Regions from separate parts of the Sus scrofa genome. Here region 2 is linked to region 1. A link is a contact called in public HiChIP or PLAC-seq data. All regions are on one chromosome and are shown on one strand. The core of a region is the stretch at or near the end of the contact, and the rest is flanking DNA. Distances in the headings are between cores, read along the strand shown.

Region 1 (7,261 bases), core at 2,730-5,229:
GCCACCTTGCTGCTACCCACCATCGCGAACGTGGTCAGGGGAAAAAAAGAAATCCTAACAGCACCGCTCAGCAGAATAAAGAGACCAAAGAGAGGATGACGAGAAGTGTTGGGAACTGCGTGCACGGCGGGGCTGGACCAAACGGAAAGAGTCCCACTCCGCGCGCCCCTCCCCCCGGCGGGGGCGCGGGCGGGGGAGGGGCGGCCGCGGCCCCTCTCAGAGCGGCCTGCGGGCCCCGGCCGGCGCGGGGTCCTGGGGGCGCCCGGCGGCCGCGGGCGGCGGGGGCGAGTACGGGAGGGCCGGCCCCGGGGTGAGGGGTGCAGGCAGACTCTCCGGAATAACAAGTTGCAGAAGAAGAAGAATAAGCGGAATTTCCCCAACGCTGCTCCGGCCACCCAATACAAATGCACCAACACACACACACACACACACACACACACACACACACTTGGGCCCGGCAGCGTCAGCAGCCGCAGCTATTTTTTTTTTTTTTAACCAGATCCCTCAGTCACCAAACAAGATGGATTTCCAAAAAAAAAAAAAAAAAAAAAAATTAAATAAATAACCATAATAAAAACTTCCCCCGACAGCATCCCGGGGGGGGTGGGGGGTGAGAGAGCCCCGGCGACCATCCCTGGGCCAAGGGAGAGCCCAAGGGGGCGGACGAAGCTCCGCGCCCCCCGCCCCTGCCGTAGGCCCCCTCCCCGGCCCCCCGCCGGGACAATGTGACGCCCCCTCCCCGCCACCCCCGGCGCGCCGCCTCTGTCACCCGCTCCGGCCCAGCACTCAGCGCCCAGGCTCCCGAGGCTGCTCGTAAACTTACTTCCAATTTATCCTGGGGAGGGGTGGAGGGCAGAGGGGAAGAAGGGGGAGGCAAGGTTTTTCCATTGTCTTTTTTTTAGGGGGGGAGGAATAGGAAGGGCACGCAGGGGGGCGCCCCGAAGGGGAAGTTATAGCTCAAATCTCAAGTTGACTGAGGGGTCCTGCCGAGAACACCCCCCTTTCCCTTCTCCCTCCCACACACCCCTCCCCTCCCCCTACCTCCCCCCCCACAACAAACTCCAAGCAGGCAGCCCCAGTTCCTCCCAGAGACAAACACCAGAGACAAGACAGAGAGAGAGAGAGAGAGAGGGAGAGAGAGAGGGAGAGAGAGGGAGAGGGGGAGAGGGAGAAGGGGGAGGGAGGGGAAATAGAGCTACTCCAGAAAAAAAAAGAGAGAGAGGAGAGTGAGGAGAAGAGAGAATGGAAAAGCTGGGATACTGCACCCTCCTGCTGCTGGCTGGCTGTCCCCCCTGGCAGCTGGAGGCAGGAACTCTGAGCAGGAGAAGCAGGAGGAGGAGGAGGAGGGAACTCTTCTTCATGGGGAGGGAGGGAAGAAGCTGGAGCTGCTGCTGCTGCTTCTGCTGCTGCTCTGGGCCTCTCGCACTTTTTAGATATTAGTGTGTTAAGATGGTAGGTTGTTCCCTTCTCCCTCCTCCTCCTCCTCTCCTCTCTCTTCTCTCTCTCTCCCTCTCTCTCTCTCTCTCTCACTCTCTCTCCCTCTCTCTGGGCTGTTTCTTTCCTCCTCTTCCCCAGGCAAGGGGGGGTGGGGAGGAGGGGGTGGGGGGAGGAACTGGATCCTCCTCCTCCTCCAGGAGAGACACACACAGGCCCCGGGCCGGAATGGGGTGGAGGGGAGAAATCAGAGCAGCAGGAGAGAAACTGTGGGAGACAAACAAGCCCAACTCTTCATCCTCCTCCTCCTCCTCTCAGCAGCAGCAGCGAGCACCACCAGCCCATTCACCACCCGGCCCCGGACCGCAGCACCTCCGCCGCCTCAGCCCGGGGATCCCTCCGCCCAGGCCCAGACACACTCGCCCGCGCGGGAGCCCGCCGCGCGGCCCCGCCGGCCCGCCGCCGCCGCCGCCGTGCGCGCCCCCGCCGCTCCCGAGAGCCGGGCGAGAGGGACTGGGGCTGGGAAAGCGGGGACGAGGGCGGGGGGAGAGGAGGCGCCCGGGTAGAGGGGCACAGCGGGGAGGGAGGGGGCCGCCGGGCGGAGTTGTACGGCGGCCGGCCCGGACCCCCGCGCCTCAGCCCGCGGCTTCGGGAGGCACGGGCCCCCACCGGGGGCGACGGGGCGGCGGCGGGGGGGGCGGCGGGGGCCCGCGGCGGCGCTCGGGCGGGCGGACTACTTGACGTGTCGGTGCGGCGAATTTATTTCACTTTGCCTAAGGAACGGGGTGTGCTGCGGCCCCCATTGCCTAGGGAAAAAACCCGGATGTAAAGTGAGTGAAACTAAACTAGAGTGAAGTAGGGCAGCAGCAGCCAAACTCCAGTGCAGCGGCGGCGGCGGTGATGGGGCTGAGCACGGAGCGGCGGCGGCCAAACTCCTTTGCCGCCGCAATGATGAGCCCGTGCAGCGCTGCAGCTCGGCACCCATATAGCTGCAGCTGAGGCGAGGCCGGAGCCTGCTGCGGCCCCCCCAACTCCGCGGCCCGAGCCCAACTCCCCCTCCCGCCGGCGAGAGCTGCAAAGGGGCTCCGGAGCGGCCCCAACTCCCTCCAGTGCAACAGCAGTTTGAAGGGGGGAAATAAAGCCGCGAGGGCAGGGACGGAGAGAAACGATGGGGAAGCACTGCAATGGGGGAGCGTGGTCCAGGCAACAGGAGAAAGATGCAACCTCAAGTCAAATGCAACATGCAATCCCGGCCGCCGCTCGCCCGCTCCCTCCCCTCGCCACCCCGCCCCCTTTCCAAATAACTACCCTTGAACCACTTTATTAGCAGTACTTAGTCCCACACTCGCTTCGGGGAGGGGCAGGAGATGGGGTCCTTCGCTCACCTTTATTTATTGCTGCTTTCTCCCCCCTCTCCATGTTTTTTATTCCTAAGTTCTTTTGTTCTAAGGGGGATGATGGCATTTACTTTTCTGCTTTGTGTAGCAGGGCAATCACTGGGAATCGGCCACGTATAATCCGGCGGTTTGTCATATTTTATTAGTGAAAGTATTTTATGCCTATTCTACCTCCAAGGACTGTAACATGGAGAACTGCAGGGAGGAAAAAAAAAAACATCAGAAGAATTCTTGTTTTGAGAGATTTCTTGGCGGGGCGGGGGAGGGTGGTTGGTTTTGTTTTTTGTTTTTGTTTTTTTTTTCTTTTTGGAGGGGGTGTATTTAGATTTTTAAATCGATAGTTTTCAACTTAAAAGCTGAATGTTTTTGTATGGATATACTACTAGATTCTAGAATAACCCCAAACCACTATAACGGGGGGAAAAAGTCCAAAATCTTAGATTTAAAAAAATATATATCCCTACTGGACAGTGATATTATCTGTTCTGTGCAGCACGCTGGACTTAATAACGTAGCGTTGGCCTTCGAATGTTAAATAACAATGAGCCCCAACCTCAACTGAATACAAATGGGGGGTGGGGGTGGTTTTGTTTTTAAGGCTCAGCACTTTTGTAGCATCTGCCACTACGCATTTTCCAGGCATTGATTAGCCATGCAACTCCCATAGGCATGAAGTCCAGGTTTTGCAGATAAAGAGCAACAGTGGTGAGATGATTTGCCCAAAGTGAGTCATTGACAGAACCAGAAATAGTCGTGGACTCTATTTGTTACTAGTCACATCTTTTCTATTAAATAGGATTTCCTCCAAGAAATAAACAGTGTTTAAAAATAAATAGACTGTTCTTTACCTTGTTATGTATTTCCACCAGAGGTGCTTTGAGATCCTTGGCCATGCAGGCATTTTCTTCTGTGACCTGCAAGATTAAGTTTTGTTTCTCAAAAAAAAAAAAAAAAAAAAAAGCAATTTAAAAAAAATTCTGATTTCTTAAAGCTAAAAAAAAAAAATCAAAATATGGGCTTCATTTTACACATGTAAGCCATTTAGTACTCTAAGCTTTACGTTAAAAAAAAAATTAACAGCAGAAAAAGTGTGTAAAAGTTCGAGACTGAAAATGAAAATCCCTATAAATGATTCAGGAAGTCTGAATGAACTCACAGTGTTGTGAAACTAAACCCATAACGCAGTCAGTATGAATAACCAAAGGACTGGTTGGGTAGTGACACAGCTTTACCATCTAGAGATAACTCTAATGTATCTAAAAGATGAGTGAAGGCAGGGCCTTTCAAGCAGGACCCACTAAGCACTGGACCATAATCTAATGGTGTCATTTCAAATCAGCCCAGGCTGTCAAATTTTTTCCAGAGCCAAGACTGCTTTAGTGTTCTTTCTGGGAAAAAAAAAAAAAGTTTAAACTGTTACAGAATTTCATAGAAAAAATTAAGAAACCCAAATTATGCCAGAGAGTGTCAATGTTATTGAACAAGGGTCAGCAAACTTTTTTCTGTAAATGCTCAGATAGTAAATATCTTAGACTTTGCAGACCATAGACTCTCTGTGACAATTTCTCAACTCTATGCAGTTGTAACCCAAAAGCAGCCATAGAAAATAGGTACACAAATGAGCCTAGATGTGTTCTAATAAAGCCTTTAATTATGGGCTCTGACATTTGAATTTCATATATTTTTCATATGTCAGAAAAACTCTTTTTTCATCCTTAAAAAAAAAATGTTAAAACATTCTTAGCTCATGGGCCTCAAAAAACCAGGAAATGTGCTGGGCAGTCATTTACCAACCCAGGTTTTAAAGACTAAAGCCCCTGAATTTCTTCTACCAGAAGTTGCTTGGTTGTTAAGAAGTTTGAATAGCAATCAAAAATCAGTGTCATGCAAAACCATGTTTTAGATATTGACATTTAATCAAAATATTTTAACTGAATAATTGTCTAACAAACTCTATGAAATAACTATCAAACTCTACAAAAAGGAATTCTCTAGCTTGTGATTCATTGATAGACCACGTTTCCATTTATATACTCTTCCTCACTCTAAGATGGTGAAGAGGATTGGACACCAGTGGCCCTGGATTCCTAGACTTAAGAAGTATCACTCCTTTTCAACTAAGCCACCTTAGGCAAATGACTTAATCTTTCAGAGCCTCAGTTTTTCTGTCTGTAAAAAGCAGCTGTTGATACCCGTTTTATGGGACTGTCGAGAAGACAATGAAATAATTCATGAAAAGTGCATAGCACAGTGCCTGGCACATGGGACCACATAACACATCTTTTCCTGTGCCTTCAAATTCACTTTCTGAGTTAATGGAACTCTGGTGAGTGTAAACACATAGAATCCCAATAGCTTGTCAGTCCAGGTGCAGTATATGGCGTCTGAGGAGGCTCAGGGTGACTCAAGGTTGTGATATATTTTGATGAGTCTTTCTCAAGCTCTAAGTCTGTATGTACCTGACATGGGGCACTCAGTGGACACTAGCTGAGTGACCTTAGATAAACAGTTAGGGCTTCTGAACCCTGCTGTTCCTCATACATAAAATAAAGATACTATCTTGTGGACTTTTGAATGGGCTAATAGTCATGAATGCTAAAGGGAAAAAAAAGATAATTAGTATAATTAGTGACGATCCCAGAAATAAGCCGAAAATTGAAAGTTTACCATCAGAAACTCCTTTGAGGTAAATCATTCAACTTTCAGAATAGCAAGTACACAGTGACTTTAGAGTTTGCTCCCCTACCACCTAGTTACTCTCCAAAAACAATTTAATAGTCCTCAAAACCTGGTTGAGCAAAGATAAAACTCAAATTTTGAATTTTGTTAAATATTGGAGTAGTTTTTAATTTTTATATAAGCAGTCAAATCTGTCAGTGTTTGCTTATATATTCCTTCTGTTCTCTTTCCTGCCTTCTGTTCCATGCTTCAAGAGGTCATCCAAAGTCCAAGATTAGAAAAATACCTACAGTTTTCTTCTTGTATTTTTAGTCTCTATTTTTTATATTTAATATTTATTTATATTGATGTGTATATACATATATGTGTGTGTATGTGTGTGTGTAGATTAGGAGATAGGAATCCAAACAACTTTTGCTAGGCAGAAAATAATTAACACTGGGCTCTTATTGGAGAATATAAAATGTCATTCAAAATGATCAAAAGCTCGCTCCCCATAAGGACTATCAGTCTGATGCAGAGATACTGTAAATATAGGGAAAATATAACAGAGGCACTGTATATTATTGTATCATAAGGAAGCATTATATATTAGAGAATAAAGTTTCTTCTACATTTTCTTATTTTACAGTTTTGTAGTAACATAGCATACACCATACCTTAGATATTAAGGGCTTTTGTACTTGTATTTGTGTATGATTGTCTCTAATATTGGGGAATTTGACAGTATTTCAAATAGGCAATGAACCCTTCCCCCCAAGGACTTCTTGAACAGCTTTCTCATCCACTCGTTTTCCATCCTTCACTCAACCACTATCGTTTTTTCTACTGCCGGCTGAAAAGTAACCCCATTGTCTCTTAAAAGGTCACTCTAAAGATTTGAACACTGTCTGAAAACCTTACGGTCCTACCTCTTCATTGAAGCAGGGAGGTAACTATTGGAGTTCATCAAGTCTTCTTTTTCAGTTATTTTGGGCTGGAATAAATGAAAAGCTGGCTTGTGCCAACAAAATACTTAAATAAGTAGAGGAGACCTATCAATGTGATTTATAAAGAATTATGACAGAGAATCCCCAAGGACTAGCAGAAGTTGAATGTTATGTTCTTTCTCCCCTCTGTCTCAATGGTTTCTGATCTTTTAAAAATCTTCTCTTTAACTGTCCTGTGTGTGCCCGTATGGTAAGCTGAAATCATAATTGGAAATGGGTGAGATGTCACTGGTAAATAAATAAATGTTGGTGGAGAAGCAGTCAACCCTCTAGAGAATACCTGCAATTTCATTACTTTGCCATAATCTCCAAGGTCAGTTTGATCCTAAGAAACTTCAGGTGTATGTGTTTAGTAGCATGGACTAGACCAGGGCTCCTCCACTTGTACTATTGACATTTGGGGCAGATAACATTTTGTTGGGGGGGGGGCATTGAAGGATATTTAGCAAAGCCCCTGGTCTCTACACACTAGATGCCAGTAACACCTCCCCCATAGTTGTGACAACTAAAAATATTTCCAGACATTTCCAAAAGTCCTCTGTGTGTGTACTGGGGCAGGGGCGGATTTCAGGTGGTGAAGGTTGAGAACCAGTGAACTAAACACCACAGATAGATGTAGGTGTGTATTTGTGGGTGTGTGACTCTATTCTCCATAGAAGCAGATCCCAATTCCCTACCCCAGAAGTAACTGAGGTGGATCAGGAGACCTAGGCTGGATCTGGTGTTAAAAACTAAAGTGGGAGTTATGACATAGCGGAAATG
Region 2 (7,419 bases), core at 3,302-5,801, 280 kb before region 1:
TCTGATTGGACCCCTAGCCTGGGAATCTCCAACCTGAGGCCCTAAAAAGCAAAAAATAAAATAAATTAAAAAATTTAAAAATTGCCGAATCCAGTCTCCACACAGGACTACAACAAAAAGACAAAAGAGGACTGCCCTCTGGAGTAAATACCTTTAGCGAAGAAAGAAACCTCCCATTACCTGGCTAAGTTGTTTCATTCCCAAACTATTTAGTATTAAAGTTCCTCCTTAAATAATCTTTCTAGCGTAAACTAGATTCTTTTGTTCTGCCCTTAGTGGAAACAAGGAGGAAAGCATTCTCATGGCAACTACTCTTCAGAGATGCTTGTAAATAAGAAATTGTTAATAAGAAAATGCATAGCTCAGTCCTCACTTCTCCCGAGGATAAAATAGTACGTGATTACATTTCACCTACTTAGCGATTTCCAGATTTCTTTGGTCTCTCTCCAACTTCTCTCTGCCCCTTTTGAACTGTAAAATACGAAAGTGGACTTTGCACTCCCATGTTCTCCCAGTGCCAGATTTACTCCCGAATTCTTGAATGTTACCCTGTTATTATACCTAAGAAATATGCAATCATTCAATAAAATAATTCCTCTTTTATCAACTTGACGAAGAATTATATATTCATTAAAACAGCAAACACAGACATGACATAGCAATATGAAGCATGCTTAATATTTTGTTTAAAAATGCATACAACCCTGCACCTCTGCTTTGATTAAAGCTGTAACACTTAGATATTTATGGACAAAGTCTAGAAAGTAACAGGAAGACAAAAAATAATTGATTGGCTTGGGGTTGATGGTGATTACTTCTCTTTGTTTTTCATTATTGGTATAATTTTGAGGACTTTTGAAAAAAAACTGATTAAAAATATTTTATTCACTCAGCAACTTGAGCACTCATTATGTGTAAAGACATATGTGTTGCAAGGAAGACAAATGCAGACACAATCCTGCTGGTCAGAATAACCGTAGCTGACTATTGTTAAATGCTTGCTATACCCTACCTACTATTATCATCCCTATTGTATAGGTTAAGAAAGTGGGGAACAGGAGTTCCCATCATGGCGTAGCGGAAAGGAATCCGGCTAGGAACTATGAGGCTGTGGGTTCGATCCCCATCCTCTCTCAGTGGGTTAAGGATCTGGCGTTGCCATGAGCTGTCGTGTAGGTCACAAATGCGGTTCAGATCCAGCATTGCTATGGCTGTGGCTCTGGCTGTGGTGTAGGCTGGTGGCTACAGCTCTGATTCGATCGCTAGCCTGGGAATCTCCATATGCTGCAAGTGCAGCCCTAAAAAAGAAAAGCAAAAAAAAAAAAAAAAAAAAAAAAAAGTGGGAAACAGAGAGCTCAATTAGTTTATCCAAGGTCACACAGGTAAAAGCAGGACCAGACTTTGAACACAGCCACTCCAAATATGCAAGACCTTAGGCTTAATCATTATACCACACTGCCGCTCAAAATAGCCTAATAAGATAGAAAGAGATAAATGACAACCATTCAGCAAATATTTATTAAGCATCTACTACATGTCAGGTACCAAACTAGGGGCTGGGAATACACTGATGAGCAAGATAAACACAGTCTCTGCCCTCATGGAGTTCAAGGTCTATAGAGAAAGCATCATGGGCATTCAGAGAAGAAAAAGAGAATATGCATCTTTGAGGTTGTAAGGAAGAACCATCTCCTTCCACTCTCTGTTCCATTCCCAGTGATAGGGATGGAGTAGGCTAGTTACACAGGTAGTTGTCGAAGTCCCATAGGGGACCGCAGATAGAGAGGGAAACCTAGGGGACTTTGGGAGACCACTGTTAGTTAATCATCGCTCAAGAAAGCCGTCAGAACACCATGGAACAAAGCAGGCTTGCTTCACGATAAAACATACATACAAACATGTGATATGGCTCCAAAACCATACATACAAATATGTGATATGGCTCCAGTCATTAAGTGAAAGATAAAATGAGGTCCGCGTTCAAGTTCAGCAAGCTCATGATCCGTAGGACCAAGGACAGGAATTTAAGGGAAAGATGAGATTTCAAAGCAGGAGACCCTCATTATGCAGAAACCAGAGATGATTCAACATATTTTAGCATCTGTTACCACCCTTCTGCTGATGTGAAGAAAAATCAGCACCATGAAAGTCCTCGTGTGACCTCATAGGGTCAAACACTCTCTTACCCAATAGGAAGGAGGAGCTATGACGTAAGCCTGACGTCTACCTGAAGAATGAGGAAGAAGCGCATTTCCCCTCTCCCTCCACTTTCCTTGGATTATAAAAATATAGCCCATCTAATCCTCGGGGCTGAGCCTCCTCACCTGCCCACTTGTATCCCTCACAAGTGTCCTATCTCAATAAAGCTATTTCTTACCTATCCATTTGTCTCACAGAAATCCTTCTGCACTGAGGCACAAAGAACCTGAGTCTCACTAAGTCTAGATACCAGGTCAGTGGTTCTAATTTTTTTTGAAAAAGTGGGTTCAAGTTCCAATCTGGGTTTAGGCTGGATTCCAGTCAGAGGTGTTTGGGTTTCTTTTGGAGAGAGTATTCAAAACTAAGAACAGGATCAGGACTGAGATAGGCCATTAAAGTTCCTGCCAACCTGAGATTCTAGCCCCTGTTCAATTTTTACCCAAATGATCCTTGAACATTAAGGGTCAAGCACTGAGCTAGACCCTGGAAATACAGCTGTAGACAAGCCACAGTCCTAGCCCTCCAGGGTGTTTTAATCTAATGAGGCAGACAGACAGATAAGAAATTCCACTACCATACATTAAGGTCAGTGTTAATAAGAAGCAGTTCCCTGGTGGCTGAGCGGGTAAGATCTGGCGTCACTGGTGTGGCTCTGGTTATTGCTGTGGCGTGGGTTTGACCCCTGGCCTGGGAACTTCCGTATAAACAAAAATAATTTTAAGAAATTAAGAAGCACAGAATGAGATGGGGCACTATGAAGGCTGGGAGCAGACAGCAAGTGACATCTACACTGAGCAGTGACATAGGACAAACTGAAGTTAGAAGGTGTGTGGGGGGGGTGTTCAGGGTGTGATCCAGGTTGGAGGGAACAGTTTGTGCAAAGCCCTGGCAATGAGAGCGCCTAGGATTGTAACAACACTGTGGTTTAGACAGTTGTGCCAATTAGTGCCACTCACTTGCGGATTAAATTGCTAACTTCCTTCATTGCTCATTCCCAAATTCAGGAAGGGTGCCACCTAGAGCCAAATTGAGACGGCCTCTCCATTTGATAATGCCAAAGCTCCAGGCTAGCTTAGCCCACCATCAACACATCAGTGGGGGTGTTTACAGGCTTCTCCTATCATTCACTCATTCAGTCAATCAGCAAGCCCTGTGCTCGACTCCAGAAGAGGGCTCCACCTGGCTCTCTTGGGGACGCGTGGGGAATATCCTCCACATCTCTGAACCCCACACAGACTCCAGTTCAGTCCTTTACACTCAGAGTTACCCCTAAGTCTATGACAGAACTAAAAGAAAAATTCATGTGATGGCTTTTTTTTTTCCCTCTTGCTTTTTAGAGCATATCTGCAGAGTTTGGAGGTTCCCAGGCTAGGAGCTGAATCGGATCTACTGCTAGCCACAGCAACTCAGGATCTGAGCCGCGTCTGCAGCCTACATCACAGTTCACAGCAACACCAGATCTTAACCCACTGAGCAAGCCCAGGGATCAAACCCTCATCCTCTTGGATACTAGTCGGGTTCATTACCGCTGAGCCACAAACTGGGAATTCCAATGATGACCTAATTACAATCTCAACCCACATTCTCCACAATTCCAGTCCCTAATCCCAACCCCTCTACTGCAGCACATCAGGGCCCACACTTTGGACTCTACTACTTGTAAATGCCAAGTTGCTCAACGCTGACAGAGGTGTAGTATTGTGGATAAAAGCAGAAACTTCAGATTCTGAATAATCCTGGTAGAAGTATTAGCTGTATGATATTGAGCATGTTACTCAACCTGCAGCAGCCTCGGTTTTCTTTGTCGGTAAAATGAAAACAGCTCTTTCACTAGGGTTTGTTGAAAGAATGCAACTCGTCTGAGTTTACAGCAGTAAAGGAGACAGCAGCGTAAGGGTATTATCACGTTGGTTGGCATCTAATGGAAGCTGTATTAGAATGCTGTAATGATGTATGTATAGAGTGTGGTAGATGATTATATTGATGACGAAGATGATGTAGGACAGCCGGTGGTCTGTCCTTTTAAGTCATTTGCTGGAGTCACAGCAACCCTCGCCAGCCCACACAGCTTCCAGCGCCAGGCCCTAAAAAAGGAAGCTGAGCTCCGCCGTTCCTCGGACTTGGTCCACGCCCAGACCTCCTTGGGGACCGCCAGCCTGCGTCACTAGCCCAGCCCTCCGGCTCCTCCCGGCAGGGCCCACACATGGTGGGAACGTGAGGAGGCGGGGCCAGACATGGTGCCTCTAACCAATCGCCCGGCAGGAGGCGCCCAGCCAATAGCAGAGGCGCTCCAGGGCCTGAGGGCGGGGCTCCAAAGAGTAGCGGCGCGTCATAGGTCACTGGGCCAGCTGGGGGCCGGGCTCGCGGCGCCGACGGGGGCGGAGCGGCCGCAGTCAGAGCAGTCCAGGCAATGATGGCGGCGGCTGTGGCGACCGCTGCGGCGTCCTCCCCGGCTCCCGCTGCCGGCGCGGAAGGCGCCTCTTCGGTGCACTGGTTCCGCAAGGGGCTGCGGCTCCACGACAACCCGGCGCTGCTGGCGGCGGTTCGCGGGGCGCACTGCGTGCGCTGTGTTTACATCCTCGACCCTTGGTTCGCGGCCTCCTCTTCAGTCGGGATCAACCGGTGGAGGTGAGGGGGCCCCGGGCGGGTTTGCGGGTCCGGGGAGCGCAGTCTAGCCTCTGAGGCACGTACCCTAAGAGGGGGGAGGCTCTGGCCCCAGTCCCCTCTGCTGAAAGCCCCCGACCTGAAAGAGATGGGGCAGGGAGGCGCAGCTGAGTCTCCAGTGGGGAGAAGCCGCGACGTGGGTAGCAATTAGTCCCATAGTTAGGGCTTGGGTGGGCCAGGGCTCAACCTCTGGCACGGCGCGTTCTCACTGTGTTATCCCTTTTGGTCCTCACGACGTCCCCGTGAAACAAAAATCATGATCCTCATTGTACCGATGAGACTCTGGAGTCTTAGAGATACAAAGTTGACCTGCCCAAGGACTTGCAGCCGGCGAGTGGCAGAACAGGGACTCCTGGTCTAGGGTTCTTAGGGTTGTGCTCAGGGAGGGGAGGACGGGAGCTATTGCGGTATGAGGGCCGGGACAGGTTTCTGAAATAGCACGGCAGACACCTGCATTCTTCAAGAGCGCTCCTGAAGGTCGTCTTAAGCTTAAGCCTCTGGTTTGTGTGAATTCATTTTTTCACCTATCCTGTCTTCCTTCCACCAAGATCATCCAGTCTCTGGAGGTGTCTAGAGACTCTGACTTAGCATTAGGTAGGGCAGGTGCCTTTGCTCCTTTATTGTAAATAAAAGAACATGCTCTCAAGGGCACGTTCATTGAGAGGCACTCTGTGTCCTGGGCTAGAGAGCAGACAGCAGTACTTAACCTATTTTGGAGAATTCCCTCAGCAGCTATGGGCTTGCTAAGGAAAAAAGCAGGAGGGGGGAGGAAGAAGAAAAAGAAACAAAGAGTCCCTTACTTCCTCCTCTTCTCTTGAGATTGATTTTAAAGGACAGTTGAGCCTGTAGATTAGACTCTTGTCAGCTGATGTGCTAAGATTTGGGAGCAGGCAAGCTGTGATACCAAGGGGCCCTCTTTGATGACTCCCAGGATCATGGGAAAAGTTTAACAGGTAGTTGATGTGTTTTCTCCATAACCAGTGTTTAAAACAAAGGTGTTCTGAGACATTGTGTACCCGTCTCTCTTTAACAAGTCTGGCAGTCGTCCTCTAGTTTGTTTGCATTGTTCTGGAGGTGTTTGCTTGTGGCCTTGTTGCACTGAGGGGCAGAGTTATTCCCAGGATACGCTGGCTCCCCATTCTTTCCTCTCCAAGGTGTGTGCCCTGCTAGGAGAGTGAGTGCTTCTAGCAGTGGGTCTATTAAATGCCCCCCTCCTGCCCCATTTATATGGAGGGAACAGCTAAAGATAGTTCTGTGGAGAGCCTGCCCACACAGTTTTCAGTCTGCTCTATTACTCGGCCCTTGCTCCAGTTTCTCTAGATAGGAGGTTGGGCTGACAAACATCCTCAAATGACCAGCCATCCCTAGTGTGGACTTAGCTTGGACTAAGCCTCAGACTTTGCCCCTCTCCTGATGGCAGTGTGCCAGTCAGAGCAGAGTAATTAGACTCCAGACTACTTGTTTGTTACATTGTCAAGGAGTTTCTTCTTTTATGGGATTTGAGGAATGTGGCATAAAATTGCCTGTTCCTTTGCAGTAGTGGAGATTAAAAATCAACAACAGGTGGTCCCATTGTGGCTCGGTGGTTAAGGATCCCTGGCTTCGCTCAGTGGGTTGAGGATCCAGCATTGCCGTCAGCTGTGGTGTAGGTCACAGATGCGGCTCGGATCTGGCATTGCTGTGGCTATGGCTTAGGCTGGCAGTTACAGCTCCTATTTGACCCCTAGCCTGGGAACCTCCAAATGCCGCAAGCGTGGCCCTAAAAAGACAAAAAAAAAAAAACCAACAACAAAACCTCTGTTGCTTATTAAACTCAGATTCTCTAGAAACTAGGTATTTAGAGATTTTTGTGGGTCACCCTTTTGTAATTGTGCTGTTGAGTGAGTAAAAGAAAAAGAATGTGGCAGCTCAGATGCCTATATCAAATCCTGAAGTCAGAGGCTGTGTAGGAATGCAGATGTTAATTGAGCGTTTAATGAGCACCTAATATCTGCCAGGCACTACTCTAGGGGCTGCTAGGAGCACAGCAGGGAACAAGCAGATGTGTCCAGAGCTCCTGGAGCTTACATTTTCATGTAGGAAGACAAGCAAACAGCTATAACTTGGTAGAACTAAGTGCTGTGAAATAAATAAAATCGGGGACAGACTGTAGCAATGGGTGTCAACCTTGCCACGCGTGAGAATCATTTAAGTATCTTTAAAAGATGGCTGGGCCCACTTCTCTCCCAATTCTGATTTCATTGACTTGGGTACTAGGGTCTTTAAAGCTGTCATGTGCAGCAAAGCCAGAGAAGTGGACCACAGAGTCCGGCAACTTGGGATATGTGTTGCAGTGCATTGGCAGGAAGTCTGATTGGTTTTGGTATCAGAAGAAAGAGGTGAAATAACACAAAGCAGATTGAATACAATAAATGCTCCTGGGCCTGGGCACAGACACACACCTACCACCGCCTCTATACTCTTTGCTCTCAGAATCAGAGTGAGGGCATACCTGCAGACTGTTTATTTTTAGAGCTGCACCCTAGGCATATGGAGGTTCCCAGACTAGGGGTCGAA

What was found. HiChIP or PLAC-seq counts read pairs in DNA pulled down with a chosen protein or histone mark.
Region 2: an H3K27ac HiChIP or PLAC-seq map of alveolar macrophages shows a contact between it and region 1. The contact joins the promoter of CRY2 here to the promoter of PHF21A in region 1. A contact is called at or near these places in 2 of 47 Hi-C or Micro-C datasets (heart right ventricle and skeletal muscle) and 1 of 2 datasets of contacts at active chromatin or transcription factors (alveolar macrophages).

The regions. Positions count from the first base shown.
Region 1 is chr2:16,338,682-16,345,942 of Sscrofa11.1, reverse strand. It overlaps PHF21A (PHD finger protein 21A), which reads right to left and starts at 3,979. Exons shown (of 18, transcript XM_021083139.1): 1 at 3,680-3,979.
Region 2 is chr2:16,617,512-16,624,930 of Sscrofa11.1, reverse strand. CRY2 (cryptochrome-2) reads left to right here and starts at 4,551. Exons shown (of 12, transcript XM_021083144.1): 1 at 4,551-4,827. The coding sequence starts at 4,610.